Linked DNA regions of Sus scrofa: regions 1 and 2 are each linked to region 3. The links are chromatin contacts, called in public Hi-C maps. All regions are on one chromosome and are shown on one strand. The core of a region is the stretch at or near the end of the contact, and the rest is flanking DNA. Distances in the headings are between cores, read along the strand shown.

Region 1 (4,687 bases), core at 1,112-3,611, 89 kb before region 3:
TATTCAACAGTCCACTCAGATGTGCCTAAGTATGAAGCACGTTCTGTGTGCAATACAGGGCCCTTTCATCCCTGCCTTGCCTCCCACAGGCGTCACTTGTCAAGCACACACTTTTGCTCTGAACCTGGAAGCAGCTGGAAAACCTCTCAACACTGTGTCCCAGGTGATCCCCGCCAGCTGACCGGTGGGGGCCAGCCACACTGTCCCCGGTGGCCATCCTATGATGAGGAAGAGACTGAGGCTCAATACGACTAATCCTTCTCTCACTCACCCCGCTCACTTCAACACTCCAAATACCGCCTTCCAAACCATGAGGCACCACCTCATTGCCGTGAAGAAAATAAATGTGGTTGCAAAGATTTGCTGCTGCCAGGATTCTGAAGATAATCTAGGCCTGCCTTCCCATTCATCAGGTGAGGATATTGAGGCCAGGAGAGTATGTCCAACTTCAATGAGTTGGTAATAAAGCTAGGATGAGTCCAAGGTGGACGCCCTTCTCTACATCTCGCACTGTGCGTGTGCAAGGCTGGCCATGGAGCAAGGGAGAAAATGCTCCATTTCTTCAATTAATAACCTCTACCTGTTCTCTGGTTTTGTGCACAGAGCTTTGGTGTGTGCCCTTACCTCCACCTTACCATTTGCTTCTCAAAAATAAACAGGCTTAACGTGTTTTTGTGGCCAAACTGCTAGGAGAAGGAAGCCCTTGGACTTCACATTTGCTAATATGGCAAAATTACAAGCTCTCCTGAGACCTCCTTCTACACCCACACAAAGGTCCTCAAACCTTCAATTCTTTTCAAAAACTACAATGTATAACTTATTTTTATCAAATGATCTTAAAGACTGGACTTTAGCTACCTGAGTCTGGAAGAGCTTAGACCACTTAACCTCTAAAAATGAGTACATCTGAAATAGAAACTACTGTGCAATGTTCTGTGCTAATATCTAAAAAAAAAAAAAGAAAGAAAGAAAAGAAAAAATCAATACTGTTACTTTAAATTTTTCCAGACTTAAAAGAACACACACAAAGAACCTGCTGAAACCCCCAAGTAAGAAAATTGTATTGCCTTCGGTATCCTGATTTAGTCAATTTACAACTTGGTAATGATATTTCTATAGCATCCCTAAGTACGGACTGAGAACCAGATGCTAATTTTACAACAGCACTATGCAATCTCAGAAGTTCCTCAATGATTCCACTAACGGCACCACATCACAAAGAAAATGAATAGACGAAACAAGAAAACATTCTTTAAAAGGGTTCAAATGCTTACCCCAATATGAATCTACAACACTGATCAAAAGATTAAGGTGCTTCCTAACACGATCCACTATTACCGGAAATTGGAAAATTCAGCTCAAAATGATTTTTTCACGTTTTAAGGTAATCTTTAAAAAGTCTACATTTTAAATATTTTTAGACATACTATGAGTAAGATTATTTAAAATGTGATGTTTTCATCTTAATTCTGGGAAAGTATTTTTCTATGCTCACACAATGATTAGGTCGACACAAAAACTACCAGAAATTTAATCAGAAATGAGACCATTAACCAGTCCTTTATAAGGTAATTTCGTGTGCCAAGAACACCAACAATAGTGCTGAATTATATTTAGTCCGAGTCCCAAAACATATAAAACACACAATAAAATTGGTTCCATATAGAATCATTCACAACTTAAATATAAATATGTCTGAGAAATGCTACAATGAACAAATTACAAGCTAGGAAAATAGCAATCAAGAGGTGCTACATCAATTTATTGAATAAAATTTAAGCATGCTAAAAAAGAAAGAATCAAACCAGAAATCATCGACCTACTTCTTTTCCCAGTAAACGTGGCTAACAAAGGAACTATACAAAGGCTGTAGGATCCCAGAACCAGCAGTGTCAATAGGGTGGCATCATAGTGCCTCTCTGAGCCAGCCGGTGGGGTGAGTGTAGAATTGATAAATATTTTTGAAGAAGTATCCGTTTCTGTACAACTGCGAAATCCTCCTGGTATAGTCATTTAAAAGGATCAAAGCAAGCTTAAGCAAGGAAAGCTGCAGCCATGTTCACTCTCCTGTGCCTCATGCATCTCTCAGTGAATTCGAGGGGAGGGAAAAAAAAAAATCTCTAAGCTCCAAGGCACTGCACATTAGAGCTTAAACTAGCTGGCAAATCAGACTAAGAAAGAGACTCATTGATTTGAATGCTTAATCTGCTACAGGGACACAGAGCCACTGGCCAGGCTCTGTGGGTTTACGGGAAGCCCCTTTGTTAAAAGACAAAAAGGAGAGGACAAAAGCTTCCGACACCCTCCTCACAGTGTCAGAGTGTCAGACACAGGAACGGGGCTGGGCAACATGGCCGTAGCGGGGACGCCTCCTGCCCGGGTCCCCAATTCCCTACACACCCCTACAGCCCTCCAAGGGCACCTGCGTGCCTCTGTTGTGGCAGTTTCTTTTTGGCATTTCCCATTACAAACAGCAAAAGCTGCAAGTGAAATGACCTTAAGATAATGACTGTGTGAATGACCTTTTCAGATGCATCGCAAACCCGTCTGATCTTACGCCACAACTTCCAAATTTAAACGATATGCAGAGAATTGTCCCATTTAATTTCAAGTTGCATGTTTCAGGGCTCCGGGAGGTCCGGTACACAGCTACTTACTACTCTCGTAGGAGACCAGCCCACTGCTGCTAAGAGCCCTCTGGGGGACGTGGTCATTAATTCAGTCATGAATTCAGTGCCCTGCCCTCCACCAACACAGTCTAAATTGTGTCACATTCTGGCTGAGTGCCCTTTGGATCAGGGACAATCTCTCTGAGCCGCAATTACCACGCATATAAAATCAGGATAACAGAAGTTATTTGAGAGAAACTAAAGTGCTCCACACCCAGACACCCAGAAGGTTCAGTAACCATGCTCCACTTTGCCTCTGTCCCTCACCAGAAAGAAGAAATTGACACCCCCCCAAAGCAGAGAGAACGCCCCTCCCCCCCGCCACTCCCTCATAGCTCGCTTTATCGGCTATCCTACTTATCCACATAAATGTTTTCTTTCTCCTCAACTATCTTTTATATCCCATATCCCTCACAGCATCTACAGTGGTGCCTGGACACAGCAGAAACTCCAAAATTAGGTTAAATTAGTCAATCCATTGAATTATTTTGTAAAAAGCAATTAAAAAGGAAATGAACGAATCAATACTAAGACCTAATACATCTTTTGAAAGAAAGGAAAGACTCAATTCACCCATTTCATACACAGAAACAGAATTCACATGAACTGGAAGCTTTAAAAATATTTTCAGCTTGCGTTACTTAAAGCTAGGCTTGAAGTTGTAATATACTGTTCTTGTTACACTGAATCTAGCATGAAAGTATATGACTAGAAAAAAAAATATCTACAAAATATAGCCTTTTACAAAGTAAAATGAAACTGAAGTTATCTTTTAAAAAAACTTCCAGTTATGTTCCAAAAGCCCCTAGATTGCTTTCTTTCCTTAAATAAGCCCAAACCACCATCACTGCAAATGGTACAGTTTAGAATCCTTGAAGAAAAAAATACCAGTTGCCTTCAACACATAAATATTTCAGTGTCGGGGAGTTCTGTCGTGGCGCAGTGGAAACAAATCCGACTAGGAAACATGAGGTTGCAGGTTCCTTCCCTGGCCTCGACCAGTGAGTTAAGGATCCTGTGTTGCCGTGAGCTGTGGTATACGTTGCAGACACGGCTCGGATCCCAAGTTGCTGTTGCTGTGGCTGTGGCATAGGCCGGTGGCTACAGCTCTGATCAGACGTCTAGCCTGGGAACCTCCATATGCTGCAGGTGCAGCTCTAAAAAGACAAAAAAATAAAAATAAAAAAAAATATTTCAGTGTCTCACAGCACGTTCATCAAAAGAGAATGCCACTGAATGAATTTTTCATGCCAAATTTATAGAGAAATTCCGAGGGAGAAGCAGGATTTATATTTTTGCCTAAATCACAAATCAAGAATTCTGATAGGAGTCCCCTTTGTGGCGTAGTGGAAATGAATCCAACTAGGAACCATGAGGTTGCAGGTTCGATCCCTGGCCTTGCTCAGTGGGTTAACAGGATCTGGCATTGCCATGAGCTATGGCGTAGGGCACGGACGAGGCTCGGATCCCATGTTGCTGTGGCTGTGGTGTAGGCCAGCAGCTGTAGCTCTGATTTGACCCCTAGCCTAGAAACCTCCATATTCTTGGGTGTGGCCCTAAAAAAAAAAAAAAAAAAAATTCTGATAATTTGCAGTGCAATAAAGTTGTCTTATAACTATAGTTTCAACAACCCCCAAAGTGTGTCATAAGACTGACTTAACAATTATTGCTATGAAGTGCTCAGGTCACTGTGGATACTGGCAGCAGAAGAGGTGCTTCCTGTCTTCTGGGGCAATGAACTTTCAGGATGCTTTGGATTTAGGAAGTTGTCCGGGCAAGTTCACCCAAGAAGGCTGTGTACTTTTCAAAAATGCAGGTTTTCCTTGGGGAAGGGGGAGGGCAGGGGGAGGGGTAAAAAAAAAGTTGCAGAGTTCCTGTCATGGCTCAGCAATAACCCTGAGGACATGGGTTCCATGCCTGGTCTTGCTCAGAGGGTTAGGGATCTGGTGTTGCCATGAGCTGTGATGTAGGTCACAGACGAGGCTCGGGTTTGGTGTAAGCCAGCAGGTGTAGCTCCA
Region 2 (4,529 bases), core at 1,807-4,306, 89 kb after region 3:
GTATGGAACCCTGTGATGCAGTTTCAATGTGTATCTCTTAGAAGCCCCTCAAGTCCCCATCTACATTGCCACCAGACTGTTGTCCCTAATTTCATCTTACATAGAAATCCTGGAGCTGTCATCATCTTAAAGGCAATATATCAATACTTTCTCTGTACTCCTAAAGCACTTACTGTCTGTATCATTTACATGCCATTTTTACACAGCACAGATGCTAAACTGGTTCATTTGCATAAGGTTTGTTTTCTAAATTGGATGTGAAGTTTAGAAGTCTGGGGTTTGGGGTTTTTTTTTTGCTTTTTAGGGTCAAACCTGTGGCATATAGAGGTTCCCAGGCTAGGGGTCAAATCAGAGCTACAACTGCTGGCCTATGCCACAGTCACAGCAACGCAGGACCCAAGCCTCATCTGCAACCTACACCAGAGCTCATGGCAATGCCAGATCCTTAACCCAGTGAGCCAGATCCTTAACCCATTGGGCCAGGGATTGAACTCGAAACCTCATGGTCTCTAGTCAGATTCATTTCCCCTGCGCCACAAGGGGAACTCCAGTCTGAGATAATTTTGCCATTTTTCAGTTTCCTGCCTCCGTCCCCTGCTAAGATCAACAATGTTCATATTCAGTTTGAGTACCCCATTTTAATGAAAAAATTTTCTCAGACTCCTCCCACCAGACATGATAGTATTGACATCATTTTTTAGGGTTCATAAATTTAAAAAATACGACAATAATGATGTCAGTAATGCTTTTGAATTGTTTTAATGACATATTTCTACATATTTAAAAATGATACATAGTATGTAGTATGTAAGAAGTAAATATATGCATAAAACAAAATGGTGATGAAGGTGATGATTACAGCTAATATTTTGAGACCTTATCATATGCTAATACTTTTTCCCGTGTTTTTTTTTTTTGTTTTTTTTTTCGCTTTTTAGGGCCATATCCAAGGAACATGGAGGTTACCAGGCTAGGGGTCAAATCGAAACTTGCAGCTGCCAGCCTACCTATACCAGAGCCACAGCAATGCCAGATCCGAGCTACATCCGCAACCAGGTAGCTCACAGCAACGTCTGATCCTTAAACCACTGAGTGAGGCCAGGGATCGAAGCCGCAATCTCATGGTTCCTAGTTGGATTTGTTTCCACTGAGCCAGGACGGGAACTCCTCCCGTGCATTTTCTTAATCAAAAAATCCCTCCAAGGAGTCAGTAGACCTCAGTTTAGACCTGGCCTCTTTCACTAGGAGCTGTCAGAACTTTGGTGATTTATTTAATCTATCATTGGTAAAATGAACTGATGCAGAACCAATCTCTTCAGGATAGTTGTGAGAATTAAGAAAGTCACAATAGGAGTTCCCATCGTGGCGCAGTGGTTAACGAATCCGACTAGGAACCATGAGGTTGCGGGTTCGATCCCTGCCCTTGCTCAGTGGGTTAACGATCCGGTGTTGCCGTGAGCTGTGGTGTAGGTCGCAGACGCGGCTCGGATCCCGCGTTGCTGTGGCTCTGGCGTAGACTGGCCCCTAGCCTAGGAACCTCCATATGCCGAGGGAGAGGCCCAAGAAATGGCAAAAAGACAAAAAAATAAATAAATAAAAAATTAAGGGCAAAAGTAAACCATTAAAAAAAAATAAAAAGAAAATCACAATAGATGAAATGCTTAGTACAAAATAAACACTATTTTTAAAAAAATCCTTCCAAGGTAAGAATATTATTAGTTTCTCCTCATTTCATAGATGAGGCAAATTGAAGCTCAGAAAGGTTAAGTAACTTATCCAAGATCTTAGAGCACGGTGGAATTACAATGAGGCCTAAGGCACGGTGGACTACAGTAAATACAATCCATTAGCTGCTCTGTGCTCTGAGTTTTCTTACAAAACAGAATTGATTTATATCATATCCTATTTCTTCATCATTCACTAAAATATTTGCTTTTAAAGGGCATGGACTATGCTTTTGTTACCTAAGTAATTAGCACTATTAGACATACAGAAAGTATTTTAAAATGTACCTCAGGGAGTTCCCTAGTAGTCTAGTGGTTAGGACTTAGTGCTTTCACCACTATGGCATGGATTCAGTCCTTGGTCTGGGAACTGAGATCCCATGTCAAGCCACTACACACTCTGGCCAAAAAAAAGTATGACAAATAAACAGTGTCAAAGATCACTGTACTGGAATGGAACCTGGATTCAGCTGCAAATTACAGCAGCAGGAAGGGTTTTATCTGAATTATGTACTGAGATGCAGTTCTATTAACTGCTTTTGTGAAAAAATTTCTATTGGTAACAGAACAATTTGCTGTTGGAACCCAGATGCCATTCTTCATTCTTCCTATTCTTATTTTGCGTAAAACAAAATTATCCCACAATTACAAACGGTCTTAAAAAAACAATGTCCTTGCATGCAAGAAAAATTGACTAGCATTTCAAAATTTTCAGATAGCCACACAGGCGTTGTCACTTGACCATATTTTTGGGGTTTGTAATGAAGTAGGACCCTGTGGGGCCTTGGGGGCACGTCTTTCCCCCCATATCCTCTGCTTTAGCTCCTCTCTGAAGTACCTAGATAACAGTATCTGATGCACATTTTCAGAGTTGTTTTACAGATGTGAAAACCTCCCACAAAACGCACGATGTTAACTACTTGATGACAATGAGCCCATGGCCCTCTAGCCTCCTGGAGCCTAAGGATTGATGTCAACCCGGAAGACACCACGCTGTTACTTCACCTTCAACCAGAGAGCTGTGCAGGAGCTGAACACACACCCTGCAACTCCCTTCCCTTACCTGGCTTTTAAAAATGCTTTGCCAAAACTCTTTACAGAGTTCCATGTTTTAGCAGCACGAGCCACCCTTCTCTTTGCATGGCCCTAAAATTAACTTTTCTCTGCTCCAAAATGATTTCTCTGTTTGACTTCACTATGCTTCCCGCGAACAAATTTGCATTCCCTAGCATTTTAAGGGAGAATGTGTAAATAAACTAACCTTAAAAGTGTCGCTGCTGAGAGAAGAATAAAAAAAGAATTCAAAGACCATAGTCTTAGAGAAAACTTCTGGATACTAAATTTTGATGAAGGTCAGCTGGTTCTTCAAAGGAAAAAGTAGGGCATTAATCCAAGGCGGTGTTAATTATTAACATGTGTGACTCTATCCTTGACCAGCTGTATGATGTTCCTCCAATTAACTCATGGGATTTTCCTCACGTGTAAACTTAGGACCAGATTGCACGGGCGCTTTTGTTTTCAACCTTCCTGTGAGGAAGCTCTTGGTGGACAGGGAACAGGAGAGCGATGCCCAGCTTTAGTCTTTAGTCTTTCCTTTCCAGCAAGCACAACCCGGAGCTGGAAGCCCCACGGAAACCACTACGCGCCTCCGCGCATTTCCCAGCTGCCTGAGGCGGAAGTCAACCCACTTCCGTCAGGGCCTCCAGCCCCTGGCAGGGCGATCGGCGCCCGAAGCGCACAGCATGTTGGGACTTGTAGTCATTTCTTTCGGGCGGCTGAGCGGGCGCGTATAACCTCAGGTTGACCTGGCATTCTGGGATATGTAGTCTCCAGTGGCTCGTTTGTGCAATAGGCACCGCTGCCAGAGGTGACACCATAGACTCCAGCGGATCACATGACTCCAGTCTAGAGCGTGGATCACACTGTAGCTCCCGCCCGGGCGAGTTTCGCCCCCGCGCGGCCGTTGCCGCGGAGACGGCGCATGTCTCCCCTCCCGTTGCCCCTCTGCAGTCCCCCCGCCCCTCTTCTCCCACCACAATGAGATCCTAAGATGGCGGTGGCTGCGGCGGTTGGCGCCGAGTAGCTGAAGTAGAAGAGGCGGCCATTGGGCCCTGAGCAGCCAGGGAACTTGGGGACTCTCCCTGGCTCGGACTCGAAGGGAAGACCGCTGCCGGTGGCGGGGCGTGGGAGCGACCGCTCCTCCGCTCTTGGCAGGAGCTTGTGCTTCGTTTACAGGTAATGCCTGCGCGTCCTCAGCCCTTGGCAACCGAGGGTAGCGCGGCTCTGGGCGGGAGAGCGACGGCCCTGACACGCTTGACCCTGGAGGGCCTGGGTCTGGGCTCCTGGGTCCTCTTGCTTCCAGTCTGCTGGGCAGGCAGCCCGCCCCTACTCCGGACGGACCGACGCAATCTCGGGGTACGCTTCTGGAGACGCAGTGGCGTTTTCGGAACTCCCTTCTAGCCTCCCCGCCCCTCTCTCTTTCTTGCCCGCGGAGGAGGCCGCCCTGCGCCTCGGGAGTTCCAGGAATGTCCGTTGCGAGGGGAGGAAACGGAGTAGGGGGCTGCGGTTTGATTGCCAGGGGCGGGGAGTCTAGTTTTTCATAGCCAGGGGCCTTCATCACTGCGCTTCTGCTCTCCCCTCTTCCCCCTAGATTCCATTCTGTGGGGCTCTGGATGTCCAGAATTTGGGGTGGCGAAGGGCGGATGAGGAGCGACGCGATTTGGGGGTTGGGCTGTGAGCAGCGGCGTTTTTGCTGTCTCGGGTGTTCTTGGAGCGGAAGGGCCGGGGGAGGCGTTCCTGAGTTTG
Region 3 (4,314 bases), core at 575-3,074:
GATATCTGAACTCCTTAAGGAGGTCACAGGTTCCCAGGAAGGAGTAACTCTTTTTTTTTTTTTTTTAAATTCCCCTCCCTCCTTCCTTCCACTCCCAACACGTCCACGCCCTTCCTCCAGCCCAAGGGCTGAGGATTTAATGTCAAGATGACTGAATTCATATCACCTGGCAAGACAAACGCTTTCATCTCCCCTGTTTTGCACAAGCCTTTATTTAAACAAACTAAAAACACACTGAATTTCCTTTCTTACTACACTAACTGCTTGAAACACACAGTAGTTAATAGGGCATATGAAACTTTATGCAGGCTAAATGAAGAATTAATCTCTCCATTCCTACTCCAAAATAACTTAGCCCAAGTCAAAATCAACAAATAACAGTAGAAAAAGAAGAGGACAAAGATTTATTTAAGGTAGGTAAACACACAAGTCCATTAATTAGAGTGGTGAAGAGTGGATTTTTCTAAAGCACTAGAAGAGCACAAGGGCACTGCAGGAAGTAATAAGACACGGACAGAGGACCTTGGGAATTGCAGCAACTGCATTAATGCCATATTTTCAGCCCTGATTGCTTATGCTGAGAACTGGCCCAAGCGAACCGCCCAGAGAGAAGGCTGAGACTGCCGGGCCCATGCAGGTCAAGTGTCCGGTGGGTGGCTTCCGGCTGAGGGTACCTGGATGTCAGTCTGCATAACTTACTCGAAGGTAAACCCCTTCGGTCACTTTCAAGGTGACAGCTACCAGATCTGCATCCGTTCCTTTCTCAGGAACTGCCCTGCCTCCACGTGAGACCAGCCCTCCGCAGCCTCCACCTCTTCAACTTTTGCACCCAAGGTTCCAAAATACCTGCCCCCTCCCTCAAAGCGAGTCCTGTCACCCTGTGAGGGTCGCGCCCGGGATCCCCACAACGCACAAGCTGGGCAGCCACACTTAACCCCGCACTTACCCGCAGCGCCTCCGAGCCAACCCCAAGCCCTCCGGGAAGCCGAGACGCAATTCGGGAGACCAGCACTCAGAGGCTGGGCGCCCTTTGGACCGGCGGCGAAGGTGCGCCAGGCCCACCCGGGAGGCCCGAGGTGCAATCAGTGTCCGACGGGCAGTGTCCTGGGGACCCGCTTCTCGCCCCCCACCCCCACCCCTGCCCACACGCCGGCCGCCACCGCAGCTGCCAGGCGGGAACCCGGAGTCCGGGGCGCCCCAACCTCCGCCTCTCAAGCCTCGGGGGTGGAGCCAGGGCGGGGAGTTCGGGAAACTTGTAAATAGCAAAGCTCAACCGCCTCTGCCCCCACCTCCCTGTGCGCCCCCCCCCCCCCCCCCGCAGCACCTTTCAGGAGGCCCAGCCTGAGCGTCGCAGCTGGAGACAAAGGCCAGGCGGAGGCCAGGGGATGCCTGCCCCCCGAGAAACTTGAAAAAACGCGCAGGGCTGTACCTCGGGACGCCAACCCCGGAGGCTACCGCTGCGCTGCGCTCCGCTCAGCTCGGCAGGTTGGCGAACTCTGCTGGCCTGTAGGCTCCCTCCTCTCGCGCTCCCGGGTTGGGATCCCAATGCCGCGCGCGCTCCGGGGCTAAGTACCTACGCGCCCCACGCCCTCCGCGTCCGCTCTGGTCCGAGATGCACCTGTTGCCACGTGCACTCCGGACCCGGGGCTGCTGCCTGCGCACCTGGCTGAACCATAGGTTCCAGACCACGCAGGTTCCCGCAGGCGACTTGAGCCTGGCGGTGCACAGACCTGGGGCCCCAAACCTGGCCGGCTGCCGAGAGGATCTGCCTTCTGCTCTGCTCTTGCCACCTGTGTTTTCCTGCGAGCTCTGTCTTCCCGCTAGCGACGGGGCAGGGCCGAGAGGGCGGGCAGGGTAGGGGTAGGAGGGGGAAGTTTGGCAGAATTATCTGGGCGGAGGTTTGCAAGGAACCAGCGGTGATTGCCTCTTCAGAGTGTCCGACTCCCGCTCAGTATTGTCTTCGTGCTCCTTAGAGATTTGCTAGCAAACACCTATTAAGGGTTAAAGCAATGAGTTCCCGCTGTTAGATCTTTGAATAAAAAGTGGAGAGGAGAGTAGAAAGCCTGGAGAGAAAAAGCCGGACCCACTTTTCTCTAAACACAAGTCCCTCTTTTTTGCTAAACTCAACAGATTTCATTCATAGCTATTAGAACTATAAAATATTTTCATCTATAGGAATAGTTTTAATACAATGCTTTTCCAAAGATGCTAGTCCACCTATGAGATGTAACATTATTGAACCTTTAAATGTCAGTCAACCTGAGTCCAATTTTTTTTTTTTTTTTTTTTTTTTTTAGGGCCGCACAGGCGGCATAAGGAGGTTCCCAGGCTAGGGGTGGAATCAGAGCTACAGCTGCCGGTCTATGCCACAACCACAGCAACGCCAGATCCCAGCCAGGTCTGCAACCTACACCACAGCTCACACAAGGCAGGATCCTTAACCCACTGAGCGAGGTCAGGGATGGAACCCACAACCTCATGGTTCCTAGTTAGATTCATTTCTGCTGCGCCAGGATGGGAACTCTGCTAAAAGCTTAAGAGAATACCGTAACTGATAAAAATTTTCTGTGCTATCAATATCAGATCAACTAAGGTATATGTTGCCATTTACAGTGGTAAAGTGTTTTCATGTCTACAACATTCCATCATTTCCTCAACAAGACCTAGGAGTTTACAGGTCAGATTATTACTTCCATTTTTTCAAGTGAGGAAACAAGCTCAGAAAGGTCAAGTGCATTTGCTCAAGGTCACACAGCCAGTGAGGGGCAAGTGCAAACCCGGTAGACCCAACTCCTAATCTTTTTATTGTTATCACCTGATGACAATTCTTTGGGATTATTTGAAAAGAGATGCAGCATTAAACACCATTGAGTGGTTCTCCCTTATGCAAAAGCACCAAAAAATAAACTAACACAAAACAAAGCACTTTTGTTTCTGCAAGTCATGAGGCAAATATGCTAATTAGCAACATGCCTCCTCCCTAAGCAGAATACTCCTAGTGTTAAACATATCATTTAATCTTTATAACCCTGTTGTGACCCAGATGACTTGGTCCAACCCCCTCACAGTTCTATTGTGTGGCTTAGTTATATCTATAAACATAGAACCTGTTTTGCTTCATTTTTTCGTGGTATAGATTGAAGAGGGAAAAAAAAACAGAGAACAAATAAGCCCTCTCCTAAGTATTTAGAAGCAACTTTTGTGGCCACAGGGGAATTGAAACTTAGCTTCTAATTGCATCCACAGGAAAACATAAGTTACCTTCTAGGGACATCATCTGGGACTCTGTCAAGGCAAATATGCTTGAAATGGGGCCTGCTGACTTTCTCTCCATCTTGGTTCTGGGCATGTGGCCATGTTCTTGATCTCTGAACTCTAGTGTTGACCTGCTACAGACTCCGGGAACAATTCTAAGGGTGATAATAACCCTACATAATTTTGTGGCGGTTTGTCCAAAAAAAATTTTTTTTTAAACACACAATTTTATTTCTCCATTAGAAAAATGCAAATTAAAACTACACTGAGACCATTTTTCACTTCTCAGGTTGACAAAGATTAGAAAGTTTTATAATCCTAGCGTGTTGGCAAAAGTGTGGAGAAGCAGGCAGTCACAATGCAGATGTGGATGTAAACTAGAATGACCTCCATCATGGGCAATTCACAATACCTAAAAAAATGTTAAAGGCACATAGCCTTTGCGCTAGTAAGTCTACCTATGACAACTTATCTTACAACACGTGTGAGAAGTGGCAGGTGTACGTAAGTTTGTTTCAGCATTTTCTATAACAAAAGATTGAAAAAAGTACATTCATTAATAAAAGAATAGTAAGTTATGATACAGCCATAAAATTATATCCTATTAAAGACTTTAAAAAAAAAAAAATGAGGAATTCCTGCTGTGGCACAGTGGGTTAAGAATCTAGCAGCTGCAGCTCAGATTCAATCTCTGACCCAGGAACTTCCATTTGCCTCAGGTTCAGCCAAAAAAAAAAAAAAAAAAAGTAAGAAATCTCTTTGAGCTTTTATGAAATTTAAACAGGAGGGAAGTGGGCAGGACACAGCACTTAAAGAATGACTTAGCCCTTAAGGATACAACAAAAACTGGTTAGAACCAACTGGATCCAGATGGCAGAAGATTCAACTTGTGGTGGACCTTGTGCCTAATTATACATTTATTGTAATACATTAGCATGCTAAGTGACACCCCCACAGCTTTCATGACTGTTTTGAGGTCAACCAAAAAAGGCCAAAAAGTGAGTGATAGCCCAGTTCCTAGATATCCCCACCTCTTCTCTGAAATAGTTGGAATAATCT

What was found. A called contact is a pair of places that touch in the nucleus more often than the background predicts.
Region 1: a Hi-C map of liver shows a contact between it and region 3, with 2.3 times the contacts expected there. The contact joins the enhancer-like site here to the promoter of MTUS1 in region 3. A contact is called at or near these places in 1 of 5 promoter capture datasets (liver), 8 of 47 Hi-C or Micro-C datasets (adipocytes, fetal heart ventricle, heart right ventricle and 3 more) and 1 of 2 datasets of contacts at active chromatin or transcription factors (skeletal muscle).
Region 2: a contact with region 3 is called in a Hi-C map of liver, with 8 times the contacts expected there. The contact joins the promoter of FGL1 here to the promoter of MTUS1 in region 3. A contact is called at or near these places in 1 of 5 promoter capture datasets (liver), 4 of 47 Hi-C or Micro-C datasets (heart right ventricle, liver and undifferentiated spermatogonia) and 1 of 2 datasets of contacts at active chromatin or transcription factors (skeletal muscle).

Annotation. Positions count from the first base shown.
Region 1 is chr17:5,416,155-5,420,841 of Sscrofa11.1, forward strand. The region is part of intron 3 of MTUS1 (microtubule-associated tumor suppressor 1); the gene reads right to left. Among named protein-coding and RNA genes, the nearest start is that of MTUS1, 89 kb to the right of the region's middle. Within about 2 kb of position 2,362, at least 25 of the 83 cell types and tissues checked have an H3K27ac peak or open chromatin away from gene starts, as enhancers often do. A contact at or near this core is called in liver, where this site is marked.
Region 2 is chr17:5,593,378-5,597,906 of Sscrofa11.1, forward strand. FGL1 (fibrinogen-like protein 1) reads right to left here and starts at 3,057. Exons shown (of 8, transcript XM_021077952.1): 1 at 2,986-3,057. It overlaps PCM1 (pericentriolar material 1 protein), which reads left to right and starts at 3,622. Exons shown (of 41, transcript XM_021077917.1): 1 at 3,622-3,959.
Region 3 is chr17:5,505,388-5,509,701 of Sscrofa11.1, forward strand. It overlaps MTUS1 (microtubule-associated tumor suppressor 1), which reads right to left and starts at 1,825. Exons shown (of 15, transcript XM_021077995.1): 1 at 1,430-1,825.